Linked DNA regions of Sus scrofa: all the other regions are linked to region 4. The links are chromatin contacts, called in public Hi-C and HiChIP or PLAC-seq maps. All regions are on one chromosome and are shown on one strand. Each heading gives the region's core, a stretch centred on a gene start, on an enhancer-like site or on the middle of the called end of the contact. The rest is flanking DNA. Distances are from core to core; before and after follow the strand shown.

Region 1 (3,846 bases), core at 731-3,230, 360 kb after region 4:
CTTTGCTTGATCAGCATAGGAATTTATCAAAAGATTTGCTGAATGGAATGTATGTGGGCCGTAGGATTAACAGGGGATGAAATAGAATGTCGAGGAGGAGCCAGGAGTACAGGGAAAGTTGACACTATCCTGGCCTGCAGTCGACATTTGGCTCCCTTTTCCTTTTTCTTTTACAGGGTCATTGGGAGCTTATATCAGTGGAAACCACAGCTTTTGGCTTTTATAATGAATATACGATCAGCCAGTGACTGACTTCTATTTCCCATTCTCCAGTGACTCCTCTCAGAAACCCAGCTACTTTGTAAGTAGTAAAGATCCTCACCCTCCAAAAAAACACAGCACTTTGGCAGGCTCTGCTTTGTAGAAGGACCTATGAGAGGAGGATAAAGTCCTGTACTGGAGATGGAATTAGAAGAGAAGAGCTCATTTCCCTGTTTTTGCCGAGAGCCCAGCACTTAGATGCGTGTTGGTGCACCCCCAAAATTTTGAAGCCCCTCCTGTTGCTTTGGGGCCTTGGAACACCGCCGATAACACTTAGGGAGACTGACCAGGGGCCAACGTGGTTGATCTTACCGAGTATTTCCACCAGCAAGGTCATCCATCTTCCCTCCCCTAAGAGATGATGATCCTGAGATTCAGGAAAGTGAAATGCCATCCCTTCTGGGGCCCAGCAACCCTCAGTCCCCAGACCCCAGGACAGTGCCCTTGCTCTTAGGCCATGGCCAACACACTGATGGGCTCACAGCTTCTCCGTGTACTGAGGAAAATCACCAGCTTGTTTACTAGTGGTTTCTTCTCCTTCTCAGGCACTGTTTGCTTTCACCCAGAGGGGCATGTTGATGTGTATTAGGAGTCCTCTAGACCTGAAATCTTATCCTTTTCTGTTTGGGTGGCGCATCAGCACATCTTGGCCCGCAGTCTAAATAGGCTTGTCTCGGGGTGACTGCCAAGCTGCATCAAGAAGAAAATCAGTGATGCAGTAGATAGTGGAAACTTGAAATTTTCTCCTATTTAATGAGATTAAAGTTATGGATACTGCTTTTCAGAGGAAAAAAAAAACTACATAATGAATATGCTGTTAACAGTTTTTAAAGTTTTTAGTTAGTGATTTAGAATCATATACTCCTAAAACATGTGACTTTATGCATGGGTCAGGCATCTTGCAGCTCTGAGATGGGGGGTGGGAGGAGAGTGATCAGGAGATGGAACTGGGTCTATATGTGGAAACAGGAGAAAGTTCTCCTGTTATTCCTGGTCCTTCCACTAGACCTGGCAGAGAATGAGAACTTTAAAAAACATAGTACATGTTTGCTAAGTGATGCAGTAGCCTTTATGACCCTTTGTAGAACAAAGGACATGACTGGACGGGATTGTAGTATTGGAAAGATTTTTCAGAGGAGTGAGAAAAACCTGCGCACCACGACCAGATGGGTGGGCGAGTCCTGGGAAGGTGAGTGGGAGCTCGTGGAGAAGGTTGAATTTTGAAGGGTGCCCTGCATCACCACCATGTGGTAAGGTGGCCACGTATCGCCTACCTTCTCAGGTCAAGGCCAGTCCCGTTAGAGCTGCTCTGCCCTTCCACACTCGGCACGGAAACATTTTTATTTCCCCATTTTTTCTTCCTGAAAGAAGCGGTTAGTGACGACTACAATTTCGAAGGAACCACTGATTTTTTTAAAAAATGTAAATAACTTTCTTGTTTACTAACTGCTGTTTTTGACTCTAAATATAGTTTGAACATGGTCTTTATACTTTTATATGCCATGTTTGTAATCATGAGCAAAGATAAAAGATATTTGAGCATTAAGTATATATTAATGTATCTGTTACATTGCTGATTTTTTGTTACTGCTAAGAGGAAAAAAAAAAATCTACTGAACAAACAACTTTTGTGTAATCAGCTGAAAGAACAGCCGCAGGGGTGAGGTAACAGGAAAAAGGGGGTTTGTGAGATACTGTTTCCTCAGTTGTGTCACAGAGACACTGTGGCTTTAGTCCTTCCAGAGCCACCAGAGCACTCACTGAACTCCAGGCCCGTATTCTGAGATATTGCATTTTTTACTTATTTCTGTTTTTCCGTCCTTCGTCATTTACATGGAACTGTCCACTGAGGACACGGACTCTCTTATGCCATTGACCATGAGAAAAAAATGCCATGCTAGCCTGCCATTTATAACAAGTGTGTACAAGTTCATAACTACATTTTAATGTGAAACAGTCTGGACGGAAACTAGTATTGTGTAAGTGAGAGGTAGTTAGAACAAAAGACTTGACCTAGCAGCTCTTTGAAACTCCTGTCTGCATTACTTATAGTCCTGACAGGGTCTTGGGCTATGTGTCCACTACTTCTGGGAGCTCTTCCCAGTTCCACAGGTATCCTTTGTATTGTAGCTTTTGGGTGAGGTTGTCCTTTGTCAAACATCCGATATTGATAAGAATTTCTGTTTTTATTTTTTCTTTCTTATATTATTATACTTTTACACATTTTTAGGACGGAGGTATGTATTTTATTTTGAGACAGTCTGAATAGGCTCCTTAAAGACAAAAAATAGAAATAATACAAATTTAAACCTTTAAAAATAAAGCTTGGTGTAAAGACAGTTCACTGGGGGGGAAATGGTCTTTTTCAACTCTTGGTTGTCCATATGCAAAAAATTAACTTCAATCCATATCTCTTGCCATATATAAAAATGAACTCAAAATGGATTGTAGACCAAGATATGAAACCTAAAAATGTAAAAGTTCAACAACAAACTTAGAAAAAATAGGCCTTTTGCTCTTAGGTTAGAAATCTAAGATTTTTTAGGTATGACAGAAAAAGCACAATCCCTGTGAGAGAAAAATGAAAATATTAGACTTCATCAAAATTAAGAATATCTGTTGTTAAAAGACACATAAAAGAATAGATAGCCGAGTCCCAGACTGGGAGAAAATATGTATAAATCATATATCTGATAAAGGACCAGTATCTAAAATATGTTACAAAAACTCTTGAAATTCAATAGTGAGAAAACAAAACACCCTAATTAAAAAGTAGTCAGGATTTGAGAAGACACTTCACCAAAAAAAGATATATGAATGGCAAATAAGCACATGAAAAGATGTTTATAAATGCTAAGAGAACTGCAAATTAAAACCACAGTGAGACACCATTAAATACCTATTAGAATGGCTAAAATTAAAAAGACCGACTCTCCCAAGTGTTGGCAAGGATATGGACCTTCTGGAACTCTCATACACCACACATAGGAATATAAAATGGTACAGTCAGTTTAGAAAACAGTTTGGAATTTTCTTAAAAAGTTAAGTATACACCTACCATATAACCCATATGGTAAGACATGACAGCAGTTTCTCTGTGTATAAGCATATATATATACACACACACACATACATGTATGTATATATAACAGTTATTTTTACAGCTGCATTGATGTCTTCCTTTTCTTTACTCCATTGTGTATGTGTGCTGTAATCCATTCAGCCTGTGCCTTATTGATAGACAGTTGGCTTGTTTTTGTTCTTTTATAGTTACAGATAATGTCACAGTGAAAAACCTTACGCGTATATCATGCCATTTGACAGTTTTTACTAGGCTCTCTTTGAGTAGAATCCTCGAATTGAGGTAGCTGGGGTAAGGGTAGCTATTCATAGGTATTGCCAAACCTTCCTGCCACAGGGGTTATAGCAGTTTGCAGGCCAACAGCCTCCCTAACAGAACTGTCGATCTTTGGGATAATTTGCCAGTCAGACAGATGAGGAAGGGCATTTTGAGGCTGTATAATTTGCATTTGTCTTTATAAGCAAAGTTGGTAGTTTTCACATGTTTAAGGGCCTGTGGGGGAA
Region 2 (4,169 bases), core at 1,634-4,133, 320 kb after region 4:
TAACAACACTATTATAACACCTGACAATATTAACATTAGTATTAATATTCTGATTACCCCAGGTTCAAAGTGTTGTTTGTAGTTGTTTTTTGGTTTGTTTGTTTATTTTGTTTTGCCAATTCAGGATTCAGTTAAATGTCACCCATTGCATTTGCTTATCTGTAGTATTTTTTTTAATCTAGGTAGGTTCTCCATCTCTTTCTCTCTTTAAATAAAACTAATCTTTTAAAAAATAATTCAGGCAGATTATCTTATTGAGATTTGCACATTCCGGATTTGACTGAAATATTTCCTCATGTTTAGGTTTAGGTTAAAAAAATTATCCAAAAGTACAAAATGGGCCACATGCCCTATATTTCATTTTCATTTCATTGGGTGACACTTAATGTTAGGTTGTCCTACTTTGGGTGATAACTTTGATTACTTGGTTAAGGTGGGGACTAAACTGTGGGTGTACTTTTAGTATTCTCTTGGAAAGTTTTCAGGAAAAGAATCTTTAATAATAATTATTGCTATTGACTCTTACCCGAATTAAAACAGAAAGAAAGAAGATGAGTTTTTGTTTTATTTTCTATTAGAAAAAAAGAAAGGAAGGAAGGAGGGGGCGGGGGGGAGGGAGAAAGAAATAAGAGCGCTCAGGTTTCGAGGGGCCAGAACAAGAGTCCCCTTTCTGTCTGTTTCTCCTCCACAGGGTGAGGGTTTGGGACGTCGCTGCCTGTCTCGCTGTGGGCTGGCTTTAGCAATCAGGCCGTCTCTTGGCATGGCGTCCAGGAACTCTATTTTAAGGTGTGTCTATGAAGTAATGACAGATTTTTACATCCTGTGTGTTTGTGTTGTCCTGAACACAGTAGTCATTTTGGAAAGTTTTGTTTATAACCTTTGTTGAAATCTTCGTAGAATTTATATCAGAATCTGAGCTTATTCTTTTGCATATCTTCAGCCGTGACTCATCTTTATCCTGTGAGGGTGAATTTGATTTTCATAAATAGCAAAGGACCTTTCTGTGCCAAATCTGATTAATAAGGTCATACTATTTTAGGCAGAAGAGAAGTATAACAACAAAAATAAGACTGCTTTTCTTAAGAGGCTTGTATAATGTCAAACATTTACCAGTGTTAGGAGCTGTAGACAGCCCTGCTGGCTTTAATGGGCTGACTCCTAAGTGACCTCTAAAGGCCAGCACTCATTCTGCTTTCAAGTCTAGTACATTCATGAACACACCTCATGCACTGCAGTCTTATTTCTTTGTACTTTAAAATGTATTCAGTGACCCTTTACTTCATTTTGACTAATTAGGGTGTTTTGGAAGTTATTTGTTCACAGGCCATATGTTAGCTGCTCTAGAGGAAATAGATAAAAATATAGACATAGATGACTCAGCAGAGTCAGTCCCCTTGGAGTATCCATCTAAAATCTGGTAGGAGAGTTAAACATGTGTACGAGTATCCTAACTGCTGTTATAAAGTTGTTGAAATCAAACAGGAATAAGGCAGCTTGAACTGGGAATCGTGAGTTTGAGAAGATGCTATGGATTCTGTTGGCTATAATCCTCAGTTTATAAGACCTGCAGTGTGGGTCCCCAGCACTTCTCTAACCTTCTCTCCTATTGATGCTCCCTTTGCTCACACACTGTGTTCCAGGCATATTTATTCTCTTAACAAATACTCATTGAGCCATGCACTGGTGTAGACACTAGTTATATAGCTGGAAACAAACAAGGAACGATCACTAGTGCTGTGCAGCTGATGTTCTAGCACAGCGACAGTAGATGTGCAAATAATAAGTTGTGAATTATGGCAGAAGTGCAAAATGCTGTAGAAAAAGGGGAAGGGGTTTGAGGAGAGTTGGGAGTTTGCATTTTAACATAAAGGGTCGGGAGTTCCTGTTGTGGCTCAGTGGGTTGTGAACCCGACTAGTATCCATGAGGATTTGTTCCTTTTTCTGAAATGCTCTCCTTTTTATCTGACAACTTGGATCCCTGGCCTTGCTCAGTGGGTTCAGGATCCGATGTTGCTGTGAGCTGTGGTGTAGGTCACAGACATGGCTTAGATCCCAAGTTGCTTTGGCTCTGGCGTAGGCCGGCAGCTGCAGTTCCAATTTGACCCCTGGCCTGGGAACTTCCATGTGCTGCATGTATAGCCCTAAAAAACAAAATATATAATAATAATAATAAAATAATAAAATAAAATAAAGGGTCAGAGGAAGCCTCATTGAGAAGATAACATTTGTGTTAAGACTGAGAGGAATTGAGGAAATTGTCAGACAGGAAGAAGAGCATTTTAGGCAAAGGAACATCCAGGATAAAGGGCTAAGATGAAAGCATGCCTGGAACATTCACTTAATCACTGTACCCATAGCAGACAGGAGGATGAGAGTGGTTGGAGATACCGTCAGGGAAGCGGCAGAGGAATAAGAGCATAGAGGCATTACAGCTGGTAACCTGAGTGGAGAAGGACCCACCGGGTTATTACCAGAGATGCCGTGTGATCTTAGCATCTCTTTTAAAGATTTAAAAGATTTTTAAAGATTTTCCTGGTCACCACGCCAAGAGTAGACATCAGTAAGGCCAGGTTAGAGGCAAGAGCTCGTTCCTGCTAGGAGCATGTTGCTGTAGTTCAAGAGTTTTGGCTGGAGCACCGAAAAGGGGGAGCCCTGGGAACCAGAAAGTACCAAGGAGATTGCGAAGAGTGAGGATCTCAGGTAGGGGACCCCACAAAGTTGTTTTTTAACTCCTGGACTCACTGCTGTGGTGGACGTGTGTGTTTCCGGTGCTAAACAGCAGACCAAACACTGGAGAATTTGAACCAAGAGGTGGACTATTGCCCAGATCTGAGACTGGCCAAAGGCCCTGAAAACATAGCTAATGCTGAAACCACAATCCACGGAAGGCTGGTTGGAATGTGCAGCCTGGATATAGCCAAGTTGGTCGAATGCTAAAACAAAAATGTCCAGGCCAAAATTACTTAGCATGTGAAGAACCCAAAAAAATCTCAACTGGTATGGGAGAAGATGATTAACAGATGTCATTTAGAATGACGGGTGTTGGAATTATCCAAGATTTTGAAGCAGTTAGTACTTCAAGAAATAAGGGTGAACTGTTTCTGTTGCCTTCTCTTCACGGTGTTGGTGAGGGAGAGCTTCCTTTCCTAGGTTTCTGGGGATGGCCAAACATGTGATGCCTGCGTGACACTAGACAGATGTGATTGATTAGCAGCTTCTTAGTCACATATACTTATGGCCCTGGGGAGGGCACCACATGGCATGCAGGACTACACGGGGGTTGTGCTTGGGAGCAGAGTGAAAAGATGGAGGCAGGCTCTATAGTGATAAGAGGGTGGTGTGCTTCCTGGTTCCTTAGGGAGGATGTGATTGGTTTTGTTTGAATAATTTCACAGTTTGGCAGGAACTTGGAACCCTGTCCCCAGGGCTCATTAGGAACGATGCCCAATCTTCTTGATGAGGTGGGTTGTCTGTCAAGGGGACTTAGTCCATTGGAACAAAGTTGGGAGGAGAACTTGTGGTCAGGCCGTTTGTGGGTCGCCTGGTTTCCCTCGGTGCTAAGCAGCACATGGTATGGAGCCTTAATTTTAGGCCTCACGCACATGAACAAATGGAAATGCAGAAGGTTTCAGAATAGAGATAACGGAAGAACGAGTGAACTTTCAGTTCTCCCAGTCTAAGAAACAGAAAACCAAACAAAAAAAACAGAATAAATGAACAGAACCTTAGGGACCTATAAGACAGTAGTGAAATGGTTAACATTTGTAGCATGAGAATCTCAGAAAGAAAGGAGAAAGACTGGCTCAGAAAGGAAACCGTTGAAGAAATAATGGCTGGAGATTTCGCAAATTTAGTGAAAGACTTACACTAAGGATTTAAGAAGCTGAGTGAACATACACAAGATAAGCCCAAAGAAATTCTTGACCAGACACATAATCAAAATGCTTAAAACTAAAGACCAAGACAACAATAATGATCTTGAAAGTCAGAGGAAAATAGCACGTTGTTTATAGGTACAGTGATTTGAATGACTAGATTCCTCATCAGAAATAATGGGTTCCAGAGATAAGTGGAATGACATGTCTAAAGTGCTGAAAGGAAAGAACTGCCAACCCGGAATCCTGTATCAAAAGAAAATGTCCTTTAGGAATGAAGGTGAAATAAGGCTA
Region 3 (3,922 bases), core at 602-3,101, 400 kb after region 4:
GTCAAAGGCCCTGGTGTCAGGCGGGACGTGTGACTGGTACGGCGATACTGGCTTCAGCACCTCCTCTAAGCCAAGCACTTCACCTGCGTGTCCAGGTCCAGTACTCAAGACACCTTAGGAGATGGGTTTGTCATTTTATGGTTTAAGAACCAGAGGCCAGGACTGCACTCGGGGCAGGCGTTCTGAACCTGGAAACCCAGTGACGTTGGTCACAACACCTGGAGGGTAGAGACCCAATCTGGGCAGCTGTGAGCAGTGAGTCTGAGGACTCCTGCATGGTAGGGTCAAAAAGGCAGTGCGTGTGGGTCAAGGGCACCCCGTGCTGCTTCAGCGGAAGTGTACTGGGCGTCTCACTCTGTTCTGCACGGCTCAGGTTCACCTAGAGTCTTGTATTCACTTCTCAACATCACAGTTTCAGGTGGTTAGAGATTCACTCTGTGCTTTTCTGGAAAGCACACAGGAGTCTGTTGGCTAAGTTTCAACTCCTGAAATCAATGATGAGGGCGGGTAAAGCCTGAACCATTGAACCTGTTTCTTTATCCATAAAAGAATCCAGTCGTTTTTCTGTGATCACTGCAGAGGGAATGAATGTGTCTGTGCAAAGGGGCTTGGGGATCAGTAAAGTCGCCTCCTCCAGATGACAGGCGATGCTTTATTTGCTTCATGTTTTAGAAGAGACCTGTTGTATCAGGAAGGTGGGGCTCACAACTGGTCCAGTTCAGGGCACGTTCAGGAACCTGGGGGTTCACCTGGGGAAAGAGGGCTCAGGGGGGACAGGTGGCTGTCTTTTAGAACCATGGTGCCAAACTGGAACCCTCATGGCTGCCAGGGGCTGGAGGAAGCCACACAGGCCCCCACCCCCACAACACTCTTCTGTTCCACTCTGCATTTGTCCACACAGAGGCAAGGACCGGGTCCCTAGGGGAAGCTGCGTCCACTCTCCCAGGCCCATAAGCTGCTCCCTGCTGCCGAGGTTGAAGCAGAGTGTGGGCAAGCTCGGGGGTGGGGGTGGGAGTGGGGTGCAGGCAGAGGACAGTTCCTCTGACTCAGCTCTGTCCTTGAGGTCATCCAGATGGCACCCCTGCAGCTCCAGCACAGGCTGAATAGCTGGGAAGTGCGTGGATGCAAAGGCAGCTCACTGGTCAGGTCCTAAAGAGGCACAGAAAGCAGAAATCAGTCTAACCTGGGCCGGGACTTCATCACTACTCTGTTTCTTGGGATAATCCATGTGTTTAAGCAGTAGCTTTTTTTAAAACTTGAAGAAAAATTATCCAGAGTTCCCTGGTGGCTCAGTGGGTTAAGGAGCTGGCGTTGTCGCTGCTGTGGCTCTGGTTGCTGCTGTGGTGCAAAGAGTTCAGTCCCTGGCCTGGGAACTTCTACCTGCTGCGTACTGAGCCAAATAAATAAATAAATTTGAAAAATTTGAAAAGAGAAAAGAAAAAAAATTATCTGGAGGCCTAAGTGCTAGGGCTGGGGAGGGAGAATTGCCCATTTTCTCCTAAGCCTGTTGGTTCTCACGTGGCTGCCTGGTGGCCTCCGTGGTACAGAAGAGATGCTGGAGGACGTAGCCCCTGCAGTGGGGCAGGCTGGGACTAGGCTGGGAGCAAGGCGGACTGCCTGGATCAGCCGTTCCACACATCTCACCTCCTATCCCTTTTCCAAAAACTGCCCACCCAAATGTTCTCCAGACGCAACCTCTTATGAATCCATTTCACAGAGCAAGACCTGAATTCACCACGGTAAAATAGACCACTGTGGCACCGAGCAACAGCTCTGGAGCTGTATTCCTTTAGCTGTGACGTCTTTAGTCACAGGCAAAGGTTTCAGAGGAATTCGAAGATGGGCAAAGGCACTTCCTGACCTTTTCGAAAATAGTCTGAGTCACTTTCACTTTCAGCCTCGGGACTGTGCTGAATGAATCCTTTGTGCAGTTTACAGAAAGTGAAAAGTGGTTTGGCAGCCGAGAAAAGTTCAAACACCTCATAGCCTCTCCTACATTGAGTAACACTTCTTTCGCATTGTCTGTTAACACGGTTCTGAAACGTACGTTTCATGAAGCCTAGAACTTGTTCATGAGTGGCCGTAGTTTGAGTGCTTTAAAAATACAAGAAGTGAAAAAAAAAAAAAAAAAAATGAAAAGGCGTTTCCTGGTGATGAAGTGGGTTGAGGATCCAGTGTTGTCACTGTTGTGGCTTATGTTGCTGCTGTAATGTAGGTTTGATCCCTGGCCCCACAATTTTCACAAGTGGCAGGTGTGGCCAAAAAAAAAGAAAAAAGTACAAGAAATATGTGACATGCCATAAAAGACAGGAAATGACAGCCCATGCCTAACTTCATGGAAAGAAATTCTAATTATAGGAGTGGTGTGATTTATTGATTTATTTATTCTTATTACCTATCGATTAAATTCTCTTAGATGGTCTCCACATAACCTTAAAGGTACTTTCTTTTTTTTTTTTTTGTCTTTTTATGGCCACACCGGTGGCACATGGAAGTTTCCAGGCTAGGGGTAGAATTGGAGCTGTAGCTGCCGGCCTACACCACAGCCACAGCAAATGGGATCTGAGCTGTGTCTGTGGTCTACACCACAGCTCACAGCAAACCTGGATCCTTAATTCAGGGATCAAACCCGCAACCTCATGGATCCTGGTGGGGTTTGTCACTGCTGAGCCACAACGGGAACTCCCTAAAGGTACTTTCTCTTGCTCTGGTCTTTGTGGGAATTTCTATGTGACCTGTGATTGGCAAACCACTCTTCTAAAAAGACTAACAAGGTGTATCTCTGGGCCTATCCACGGCGCCAGTGCTCCTGAATTCAGGTAGCATGTGTGATATCTCATTTGCTGTATGTGCGAATTAAAGAATATTTGCATGTACAGATCTGAAAATGTATGTTGAATTTCCTAAAAAAACAGACAGACCTGACATTTTAAATTTCCCCTGGGGATAAACTAGTCTTAGAAAGTGAACACGAGGAGGAGTGCTGTAAGAGAACCAGGAAAAGGAGCCAGCCCAGTGCTGGCCTGGGCCAGGCCTGCCTCTCCTGCTCCATGACCTTTAGCAGATGCAGAATGGAGGCCACATTTCTAAGTTAAAAAAGAAAAAAAAAAAAGATCTCGTCTTGTCCATTCATTAAACCTGAGGACAGGGATCCCCAAAGCCACTGGCACCTGGAAAATATCTTCAGGATGCGTATTTGGGCTCTGTTCCGTAACTTCTGAATGGATTCTGCGTTTGGAGTCCTAAAATCGATATTGAGATAAAAGCCACTTCGTGAAAAAAATTTTTGAGCTAAAATTCGCATCCCGTAAAGTCACCCTTCAAAGCGTATGAGTCAGTGGTTTTAGTTTATTCACAGAGCTGTGCAACCATGACCACTGTCTAATTCTAGATAATTTCATCACCTCAAAAAAATGCCCTGTGCCCATTACCAGTCACTCCTGCTTGGCCCCTGCCCCAGCCCTTGGCAACCACTAATCTTTAATTACTTTCTGTGTCCAGATTTGTCTACTTTTTTTTTTTTTTCTCGTTTTTAGGGCTGCACCTGCGGCATATGGAGGTTCCCAGGCTAGGGGTCGAATCGGAGCTACAGCTGCCGGCCTACACCACAGCCACAGCAACTCGGAATCTGAGCCGTGTCTGCGACCTACACCACAGCCCACGGCAACAACGGATTCTTAACCCACTGAGCAAGGCCAGGGATTGAACCCTCATCCTCATGGATCCTAGTTGGGTTCGTTAACCGCTGAGCTACGAAGGGAATTCCCCAGATTTGCCTACTTTAAACATTTCATATAAATAGAAGTATACATTATATAACCTTTCATGCCTGGCTTTTTTTCACGGAGAATGTTTTCAAGGTGTATCCATGGTGTTAGCATGTGTCAGTCAGTACTTTCTTCTGATGGCTGAAAATATTCCA
Region 4 (4,451 bases), core at 52-2,551:
GGACTCTGGGCCCAGAGAAAACTGTGATAAAATAAGTGTGTGCTGTCTTAAGCTGCCATGTAGTTAGCCGGTAGTTGCAAGGTAGCATTAGAAAATGACTACACTCCTACAGTATAGCACAGGGAACTATATCCTATCTCTTGGGATAGAACATGATGGAAGATAATATGAGAAGAAGAATGTACATGTATATATGTGACTGGGTCACTTTGCTGTACAGCAGAAATTGACACAACGTTGTAAATCAATTATACTTTAATAAAAAATTAAAAAAAAATAAAATGAAAGGAGACATAGAAAAGCAGGTAGCAGGAAGGAGTGGAATGACGTAGGCAGGAACAAAGGAACAGCAGTGAAAAAGAGATATTTGACTTTGATGTGGGTGGTGAGGAGAAGGCAGTGAAAATGTGTAATAGGAATTTAAAATAAGAGGTACTTGGGAGAAAATAGAGTTTTAAAGGATCCAGGAAAGTCAAAAGAAAAAAAAAAAAAGAAAAGAAAACTAATACATAACTTACAGATTCTTCCTAGAAGTCTCTTCTCTGGCTAATGCCTAAGTTGGCTGGAATGTTCCAACCAATTCCACTGAGTTTGTGTTTCTCCAGATAAGAGGTATGAGAATGTTTATATTAACTCTCTCCCAGCTTAAAAGTGGTTCTAAAACATATAGCATTTCTACTTTTTTTGCTTGCATTCTATGTGCTCTCAAAGTCAGAACACAAGCCGAGAGCTTGAAGAGGGAGAGGCTGGCTCTTGCCAGCGAGGGCCTGGCACACGGCACGCTCAGTGCATATTTGTTGAGTAACTAAGCAAATGAACAAACGTTTATCAGCATATTCTTTTTATTGTTACCTCATTCTCTGTCTCAGTCTCTGTTGTAAGTATTTTGTCTACGTCATCTCCCTGAATCATTCAAATAGCCTTGTTAAACAAGTGGTGTCACCTTCATTTTACAAGTGGGGAAGCTGATGCTGATGCCCTGGAGAGTTTAATTGCTGCCCAAGGTTGGACAGAGATTGAGTGGCAGTGCTGGGGGCAGGTCTTCTCTACTAAAAACATATTTTAAAACACACACACACACACACACACACATATGCACACATACATCTATCATCTATCTATTCTCTATCAGTCTATCTACCATCTATCTGTATACCACCTATCCGTCTAAAATTTTAGTAAAATGACTGAGATTCTCTTTATACTGATTGCTTCCCTCTGCAGGAATTTCAGTTTGTGAAGCTAAGCGAGACCTGAGGTCTCTTTGCCTTTCTGGCTTCTTCTGTCAGATGCGCTTCCCTCTATGGACTGTAGGTGGCGCTTGAGTTCTTGTCAACTGTCTGGTTTTCCTCTACTCCTTACAAATGCCTGTATTTACTCCTGGCATCTTTGGCTCTTTGGAGAGCTTATTTTCTCACTATTAATACAGATGGGTGGTCTCATTACGGCCGATTCTTCATCTGTGAATTATTTAGTGTGAAGAGAAGTGCTTGCCCATACTTAATTTCTAATAGCGATTTAGAAACCTCTGTGCCAACCCCTAGGGAAATAGGAAAAGCTGAAAGCCTTTTTTTTTTTTTTTTTCTTTCTTTCTTTCTCTCTCTCTCTTATAACAAATCTGCTATTTTCCCAGTAAATGAAGGTAACTGGGATGGGATTTCGCACTTGAGAAGTACTTACTCTGTGACTTTAAATGACTTACCTTGCCTCATTAGTTTCATAACATCCTTAGGAGGGAGGTACTTTTATTATGCCTCTCACAAAGAAGAGAAAACGGATCCAGAGAGCAAAACATTCTGAAAAAGGGAAGGATTGGGGGTTGATTTAACACCCGAGGCTGCTCCCACCTGGGTGCTAGACAGGCCTTGTCTCCGACACAAGCACTGGAAGGAAAGAAGGGGGACAGAGACGCCCCTAGGGTAACTTTTGTTGTTACGGCTTATTTCCTTTGTATGGTCAACAAGAGGAAAACACACGGCAGCAGATGTGAGCTCAAAGCTCGTTTTGGACAGTGCAGTCTAAGGAACTGTGCGGCCCCCTGGCATAGATGTTCATATCTGTTGTCTCATCCCCCCTGATGTGGAAGAAAGGTGGGCAGGGATTAGTAGTGGGTGCTTGCACCCTTGGGGAACTAGGTGGTGAAGGAGAAGGGTATGAAGAGGCAGGTGGCGGAAGGTGTCATGGGGGTCCCTGCCATTTTAAGTCATTTCTATGCCATTGCAAAGAACTAACCCTATTAAGAGTTCCCATTGTGGCTCAGTGGTAACAAACCCGACTAGTATCCATAGGACACGGGTTTGATCCCTGGCCCTGCTCAGTGGGTTAAGGATCCAGCATTGCCATGAGCTGTGGTGTAGGTGGTAGATCTGAGGTTGCTGTGAATGTGGCGGTGGCCGGCAGGTGAAATTCCTATTCAGCCCGTAGGCTGGGAACTTCCATATGCCACAGGTGTAGCCCTAAACAAACAAACAGAAAAACAAAACAAAACAAAAAACTAACCCTATAGATAAATTGGTATCCGACTTAAGCCAATAGGAATTGAAATGTAAGTTTCTGTAGTTTATACCAAGTCTAGGCAAAACAGATCTGAAGTCTGGTTTCTGTAAGGCTTCATGGCTAGGGGCTCTATAGTAGGAGAAAAAAGCCAAAGACAGGCCTTTCCTACAAAGCTAAAGAGAGAGGGACTGCCTGTCCTAATTCATCCAATTTGGTAAGTTGTTTGGGCTGCCGGGAAAGCTAAAGCCGGCCACTCCCTCTTTTGGCCTCACATGACTACAATTAGTCAGTTCTAGGACATTTAGAAATTTACCAGGAGATGAAGTCTCTTTTTCATTAAATCCATATGCTTGCCAGAGTGAACAGAGGTCCTAGGAAAATCATGAGACAAACACTAGGAATCGAATTATACTGATTTTAGTTGTAATACAACCATGAGTTCTCATCTGGATTGGGGCAGAAGACCTTTATGATTAACTTGCTAGGTGTGAAGGGAAAGGCCTCTGACCACAAAATCTTCATCAAGCATCTGGGCCTGATGTGTTGCCCTCAGATTTCTAAACACTCTCATGTGAGGCCATGCGTTACTTGGCACTTAGGTACTAAAGAGCCCACACAAATGTACGTACACGAATAACTGGGTACTTTGCTGTACAGCAGAAATCGACAGACCATTGTACATCAACTATAACCAAAAAAAAACAAAAAAAAAAAAAGAGAGGAGTTCCTGTCGTGGCCCAGTGGTTAACGAATCCGACTAGGAACCCTGGGGTTGTGGGTTTGATCCCTGGCCTTGCTCAGTGGGTTAAGGATCCAGTGTTGCTGCGAGCTGTGGTGTAGGTCACAGACGCGGCTCGGATCCCGCGTTGCTGTGGCTCTGGCGTAGGCCGGTGGCTACAGCTCCAATTGGACCCCTAGCCTGGGAACCTCCATATGCCGCGGGAGCTGCTCAAAAAATGGCAAAAAGACAAAAAAAGAAAAAAGAAAAAAAAAAAAGAAAAAGAAAAGAGTCTACATGACCTTGTGGAGTTAGCATTAAACAATCCCCCCACCCTGCCTCCTTTTTTTAGCTGAATGACTTACCCAGGAAGTAACCTCCCAGATTCGATCACTGATGGACTTCTGACCAGTTCTTTTCCAGACCTGATGGCTTTGCACTCCTTCCTCAGAGAACCTTCCCAGATGTGTTTGTCTCATTAATACTTGATGGGTTACCCACACCCCGCTTCTTATCTAGCATATTGAAGGGAAGAACTGTGTTATCAGCATTTAGTTCCTATTTAGAAAGTTCTCAATCAATAAGGATGGATTAAAATTCAACATGGGTTTAATAATACAGCCCAAAGGGTAAACAGACCTCATTTCCTTCTATTCCTTTGGCTCAAGTGATCTTTCCTATACGCTTATTAGGGCATAAGACGAAGTGACTTATTGAAACTCATGAGTGGAACCGTGGAAATAGAGTTGAATATTTGAAACCCTGTACTCCACAGCTTTTCTGGAAGACCTATAGAGTTTTTCTCATTATTCACCAAGTATTTTGTAGGTGTAGGAGTTCCCGTCGTGGCTCAGCAGTAACGAACCCAACTGGTATCCATGAGGATGCGGGTTTGACCCTGGCCTCAATCAGTGGGTTAAGGATCTGGCGTTGCCATGAGCTGTGGTGTATGTAGGTGGTAGATGCAGGTCAGATCTGGCGTTGCCGTGGCTGTGGCGTAGGCCGGCAGCTGCAGCTCTGATTCGACTCCTAGCCTGGGAACTTCCATATGCTATGGGTGCGGCCCTGAGAAAACAAACCAACAAAAATTTTGTAGGTGTGCATTTAATAATGAGCCAGGTGACAGCTACATGCTGAGAATGCAGCAACCAAACAGGGGCTATATTTTTCAGAGCTCGCAGCCTTTCAAGGAGACAGAGCATCGTAAACATATGTTGGGGAGTAGTTCATGAAAGAG
Region 5 (4,400 bases), core at 1,793-4,292, 420 kb after region 4:
TGGACATGTCACCTCAGGCTGCTGGAGACATTTCATCCAAAGATCATTCAGTGGAGTTCCCGTTGCGGCTCAGCAGTAAAGAACCTGACTAGTATCCATGAGGACATAGGTTCGATCCCTGGCCTTGCTCAGTGGGTCAGGGATCCAGTGTTGCTATGAGCTGTGCTGTAGGTCACAGACGTGGCTCGGATTCCGTGTTGCTGTTCCTGAGGCGTAGGCCTGCAGCTGCAGCTCTGATTCGACCCCCAGCCTGGGAATTTCCATATGCTGCAGGTGCGGACCTAAAAAGATCATTCAGTGACTAAAATCCCAGCATCTGGCTGGACCTAGCCCCTCCAAGATGGGACACTGACCATGGACCCCAGGTCATCTTCTCACCCAGAGAAGCAGGGGTTTCTCTTTTCCCACTTCACTGATGGAACTCTCGTCCTTAAAGTTTGATTTTTTTTCTGTGGACAGGGATGTACGTTCAAACTCTTATGGACAGAAAGCCCTGCCTCTGAAGGGAAGAAATGACTTTTCTTTGGAGACACTCGTGCTTTGCGATGTGAAGTGAACACATACGAAGCTGCTGGGCCAGGGATTGAAGCCTGGCTTGCTGAGTTCATGGTCATTTCCTTTTGTCAGTGGAGAAGCCCACCTGCAATGTGGCCCCGAGGTGGCCTCCTGTCTGAAGGCCACTGACAGCATCAGTGTCTAAATTTTCAGCTCCTCGGGGGACTGTGATGAGAAAGCGGCTTTGAGAGTGTCCAGATTACCTGGAAGATAAAAAGTGAGCTCTGGGCCCTGGTGAGCTGTGAACAATCCTGAGATCACGGGATGAGGCCCTTTGTTGTAGCCCAGGCTGCCTTTATAGAAACCAGGCCACCATAAACATTTAAGAGAGCAGATAATTCCATATTTTAAATGGTTTTCTGAATCACTTGGTGGGGGGGGGGCCTTGCCTTTTGTAGCAGGATTTTTTAAATGGCTTATCTATTTTTTAAAATTTTATTTTACTATTTTTCTTTGAGGGCCGCACCTGTGGCATATGGAAGTTCCTGAGCTAAGGATCCAATCGGAGCTGCAGGCCTATACCACAGCCTCAGCAATGCTGGATCTGAGCCGCATCTGTGACCTATGCTGTAACTTGCGGCAACACCCAATCCTTAACCCACTGAGTGAGGGCAGGGATCGAACCCTCATCCTCTTGGACACTATGTTGGGTTCTTAACTTGCGGAGCCACAATGGGAACTCCAAAATGGTATATCTAAAATAAAACCCTTGAGTTTTTCTCTTCCCACCCCAGAGTTTGAGTTTAGCAATGTTTTTATTTATTTATTTACTTTAAAAAAATTCAACCAGTCCTATTAAGAGTCAAAGTTTGTTTCACATCATTTTGTCTTTTTTTTTCTAAATTTTTTGTTTTTTTATGGCTGCACCTGCAGCATATGGAAGTTCCCTGGCAAGGGACTGAACCCAAACCACAGCTGCGACCTATGCCGTGTCTGGGGCAATGCTGGATCCTTAACCCACTGTGCTGGGCCAGGGGATCAAACCTGCACCTTTGTCTCGACCTGAGCCCAAGCTGCTGCAGTCAAATTCTTAACCCATTGCACTATGGCAGGAACTCCTCTATCATTTCATCTTGAAGGCAAGACAGCCACTCCCTCTGAGGGTCAGCTCTGTGCTGTCATCTCCACCCACCTACAGGGCCCTCGGGAATGTCACCCAAGACACCCCCACCTTGCAAGCCTCCTCAAGGATGTGCTTGTCTGTGTCCTAGGCACTCTGGGTCAGCAGAGCCCCTGTAGTACAGAGGAAGCTGAGTGTGGTTTACTTCTTGCCAAGTTATAAGCCATCCCCCCAATTAGGTGTTCATAGCAACATATCCTTTTAACTTGCAATTCTGTGGACAGAATTTGGACAGGGCTCAGCAGGGTGGCTCTGCTCTGCCTGGCATCAGCTGGGGTCGCTCCTGTGGCTGCATTCAGCTGGGAGTTCCACTGGCTGCAATATCCAGGATGGGTCCCGTCTCCAGCACCTCTCTTGGGGGCCTCTGGCCAATCATGTGTCCAGCCTGGACCTCCTGGAAGCACAGTAGCCGGGATTTACTTGGGGGAAGGTAGGTGCTGAAACCCTCTTAAGGACGAGGGGGCAAAAGTCTGAGAAGCTAACTTCTCCTGCAGTCTGAGAACAAAGCAATAGCCAGGCCTGTTCCGTTTCATGGGCCTGATCAGGGATTCAACAAGATCACGTTTGGGCAAAGAGCAGCAGGTGCCAGCATTGTTCCGTATTTCCCACACAGTGGCCGCTTCAACGCTGTGGCCTCCTTTGGTCCTCAGCTGATATTCGTGGTGGCCCCCTTGTGACCACCCTGTCCTAGGGAGTTTGCACGTGGGGTGGGGACAGCATGTGCTAGGTGGGCATGGCCAGACACCTGTGGCATCTCTCATTCCTATGAAATCCAGAAACAATGGCCTGCAGCCCCCATCCCACAATCTGAAGACCAGCTCCAGCTCCCAGGTTAGGCAAATCCCTGAAATCATCCTGGGCCTCGATCCCCTGAAGTGGTTCAGTGTGTACAGACACACCCCCTGCAGCTCCCCCTGGGGTGCACCATGAACTTGCTCAGCTGTGCGCCTTGAGGCGGCAGAAGGGCTACCTGGCTGCACAGCTGCAGTGGGTACCACTCACACCTCGTTTTCATCTGCCTGGACGAGGGGGTGCCACCCAGAGAACACGTGGCCCCAGAGCAGCTGGAGTGGCGATTGATGTCCTGTGAACCTCATGGTCCTTAAAAGTTCTGAGGCCATGCAGCCACCAGGGCTGTCCACATGGGACTGAGCCTTCATTCTCTTTGCTCCCCCTTCTCCCAGACTACTGGACACAGTCGTCTGTTTTGTTTATTGCCTGAAGATGTGTCACCCATCCCTCCTTCCCCAGCACTGCCCTGTCTTTCTGGGAGCATCTAGGGGCTTCCCTGAATAGAGGCAGTTCCTCCCCAAGGGTTTCTGGTGGCTGCTGGTAATACAAGAAGCTGTTGCCCTGGACCAACCACTAGGGGAAGGCGTCTTACATCTCCTACTGGGTCCAGAGAGGCCGGGCGATGCTCAGAAGAAGGGCGGGGCTCAGGGCAGAGGAAAAGTCCGTGCAGAGCCAGCTTCTGGGGATGGGGTTTGTTCATGGAGCTTCTCATGTGGAAGCTTTCCTGGGAGGTTTTTTTGTTTTTGTTTGTTTTTGGTTGCACCTGCAGCATATGGAAATTCCTAGGTTAGCAGTCAAATTGGAGCTGCAGCCTCCGGCCTATGCTGTGCACAGCCATAGCAACACCAGATCCGAGCCACGTCTGATACCTACATCACAATTCACGGGGCAACGCCCGATACTTAACCCACTGAGCGAGGCCAGGGATTGAACCTGCGTCCTCATGGAGACTAGTTGGATTCTTAACCTGAGGAGCCACAAGGGGAACTCCTCCTGGAAACTTTTTAAAATTTGACATGTCTGAGCTCACCAGGCGGTTTAGCCCAGGGTCTCTGGGGATGGGACGCAAATGATTGTGCTATAGCCACAAATAAGAGGCATTGATTTACTGAACCGACACGTGCTAAAATTTCAATAAATGAGTATTTAAAAAAAAAAAACCTAACTGCACACAAGAAAGGTGGTAGATGCCTGGGAACAGAAAGGGGTAGAGGGCACAGGGGTACAGGTGCAGCATGAGCATTCCTGTGTTTTCTACCAGCAAAGGAGCGAGGCTCCCTAGAAAAGTGGTTTATTCGGCACATAAGACGAACAGCTTAGCCTCCCTCTAGCTAATTAGGTAAATGCAGAATTTGAGACCGGAATTGCGGACAAGAAGACGTTCTGGGTTTAACTACAGGAGCTGTTGGCTGGCTCGGGAGCGAGAGACAGAGCAGCTGTCTGGATGCTCTTGTGCTTATGTTTGTGGCTGTGACACAAGTAGTAGCACTTGAACATTCGTAGTACGCCTTATGAATTATGCAGAGGATATTTGCATTCTTATTTTGGTAGTGCCACTGAAAATAGAAATCAAAAAGCCTGAAAGTTAGAGCGAGAAGAAAAGGCAGTGGGGAGCGGAGCCAACTGATATTCTTAGAACTTTATATTCCAGGTGGAAAGTTGAAGTCATGGAACCAGACAGATCTCTTTTTCTTTCCCTAATTAATTATAGGTTGTGAAGACAGGGTGTGGGCCGGTGTATTCTTTTTTTTTTTTTTTTTCCAACCACATTTGACAGCTCTAGGCATCTAGGATTTCATCAGTGTCTCCAGGTGCGTTGTAATTCATGTGAAATATACACCCGATTGCATAATTGCATGAGATTTCCCTGTGTTTCTCCATTGAGCCCACTTACATCATCTCAGGAGGAGGAGGAGGAGTCCCACAGCACTGT

What was found. Hi-C and Micro-C count contacts between places; a contact is called where the count stands out from the background. HiChIP or PLAC-seq counts read pairs in DNA pulled down with a chosen protein or histone mark.
Region 1: an H3K27ac HiChIP or PLAC-seq map of alveolar macrophages shows a contact between it and region 4. The contact joins two enhancer-like sites. A contact is called at or near these places in 1 of 47 Hi-C or Micro-C datasets (embryonic fibroblasts) and 1 of 2 datasets of contacts at active chromatin or transcription factors (alveolar macrophages).
Region 2: a contact with region 4 is called in a Hi-C map of embryonic fibroblasts, with 3 times the contacts expected there. The contact joins two enhancer-like sites. A contact is called at or near these places in 1 of 47 Hi-C or Micro-C datasets (embryonic fibroblasts) and 1 of 2 datasets of contacts at active chromatin or transcription factors (alveolar macrophages).
Region 3: a Hi-C map of embryonic fibroblasts shows a contact between it and region 4, with 5 times the contacts expected there. The contact joins two enhancer-like sites. A contact is called at or near these places in 1 of 47 Hi-C or Micro-C datasets (embryonic fibroblasts) and 1 of 2 datasets of contacts at active chromatin or transcription factors (alveolar macrophages).
Region 5: a contact with region 4 is called in an H3K27ac HiChIP or PLAC-seq map of alveolar macrophages. The contact joins two enhancer-like sites. A contact is called at or near these places in 1 of 47 Hi-C or Micro-C datasets (embryonic fibroblasts) and 1 of 2 datasets of contacts at active chromatin or transcription factors (alveolar macrophages).

What each region holds. Positions count from the first base shown.
Region 1 is chr14:2,434,560-2,438,405 of Sscrofa11.1, reverse strand. The region is part of intron 4 of AUH (methylglutaconyl-CoA hydratase, mitochondrial); the gene reads left to right. Among named protein-coding and RNA genes, the nearest start is that of AUH, 110 kb to the left of the region's middle. Within about 2 kb of position 1,980, at least 14 of the 83 cell types and tissues checked have an H3K27ac peak or open chromatin away from gene starts, as enhancers often do. A contact at or near this core is called in alveolar macrophages, where this site is marked.
Region 2 is chr14:2,475,410-2,479,578 of Sscrofa11.1, reverse strand. The region is part of intron 4 of AUH (methylglutaconyl-CoA hydratase, mitochondrial); the gene reads left to right. Among named protein-coding and RNA genes, the nearest start is that of AUH, 69 kb to the left of the region's middle. Within about 2 kb of position 2,883, at least 9 of the 83 cell types and tissues checked have an H3K27ac peak or open chromatin away from gene starts, as enhancers often do. A contact at or near this core is called in embryonic fibroblasts, where this site is marked.
Region 3 is chr14:2,390,585-2,394,506 of Sscrofa11.1, reverse strand. No RefSeq gene overlaps it. Among named protein-coding and RNA genes, the nearest start is that of AUH, 150 kb to the left of the region's middle. Within about 2 kb of position 1,851, at least 43 of the 83 cell types and tissues checked have an H3K27ac peak or open chromatin away from gene starts, as enhancers often do. A contact at or near this core is called in alveolar macrophages and embryonic fibroblasts, where this site is marked.
Region 4 is chr14:2,789,126-2,793,576 of Sscrofa11.1, reverse strand. No RefSeq gene overlaps it. Among named protein-coding and RNA genes, the nearest start is that of NFIL3, 190 kb to the right of the region's middle. Within about 2 kb of position 1,301, at least 13 of the 83 cell types and tissues checked have an H3K27ac peak or open chromatin away from gene starts, as enhancers often do. A contact at or near this core is called in alveolar macrophages and embryonic fibroblasts, where this site is marked.
Region 5 is chr14:2,368,938-2,373,337 of Sscrofa11.1, reverse strand. No RefSeq gene overlaps it. Among named protein-coding and RNA genes, the nearest start is that of AUH, 180 kb to the left of the region's middle. Within about 2 kb of position 3,042, at least 1 of the 83 cell types and tissues checked has an H3K27ac peak or open chromatin away from gene starts, as enhancers often do. A contact at or near this core is called in alveolar macrophages, where this site is marked.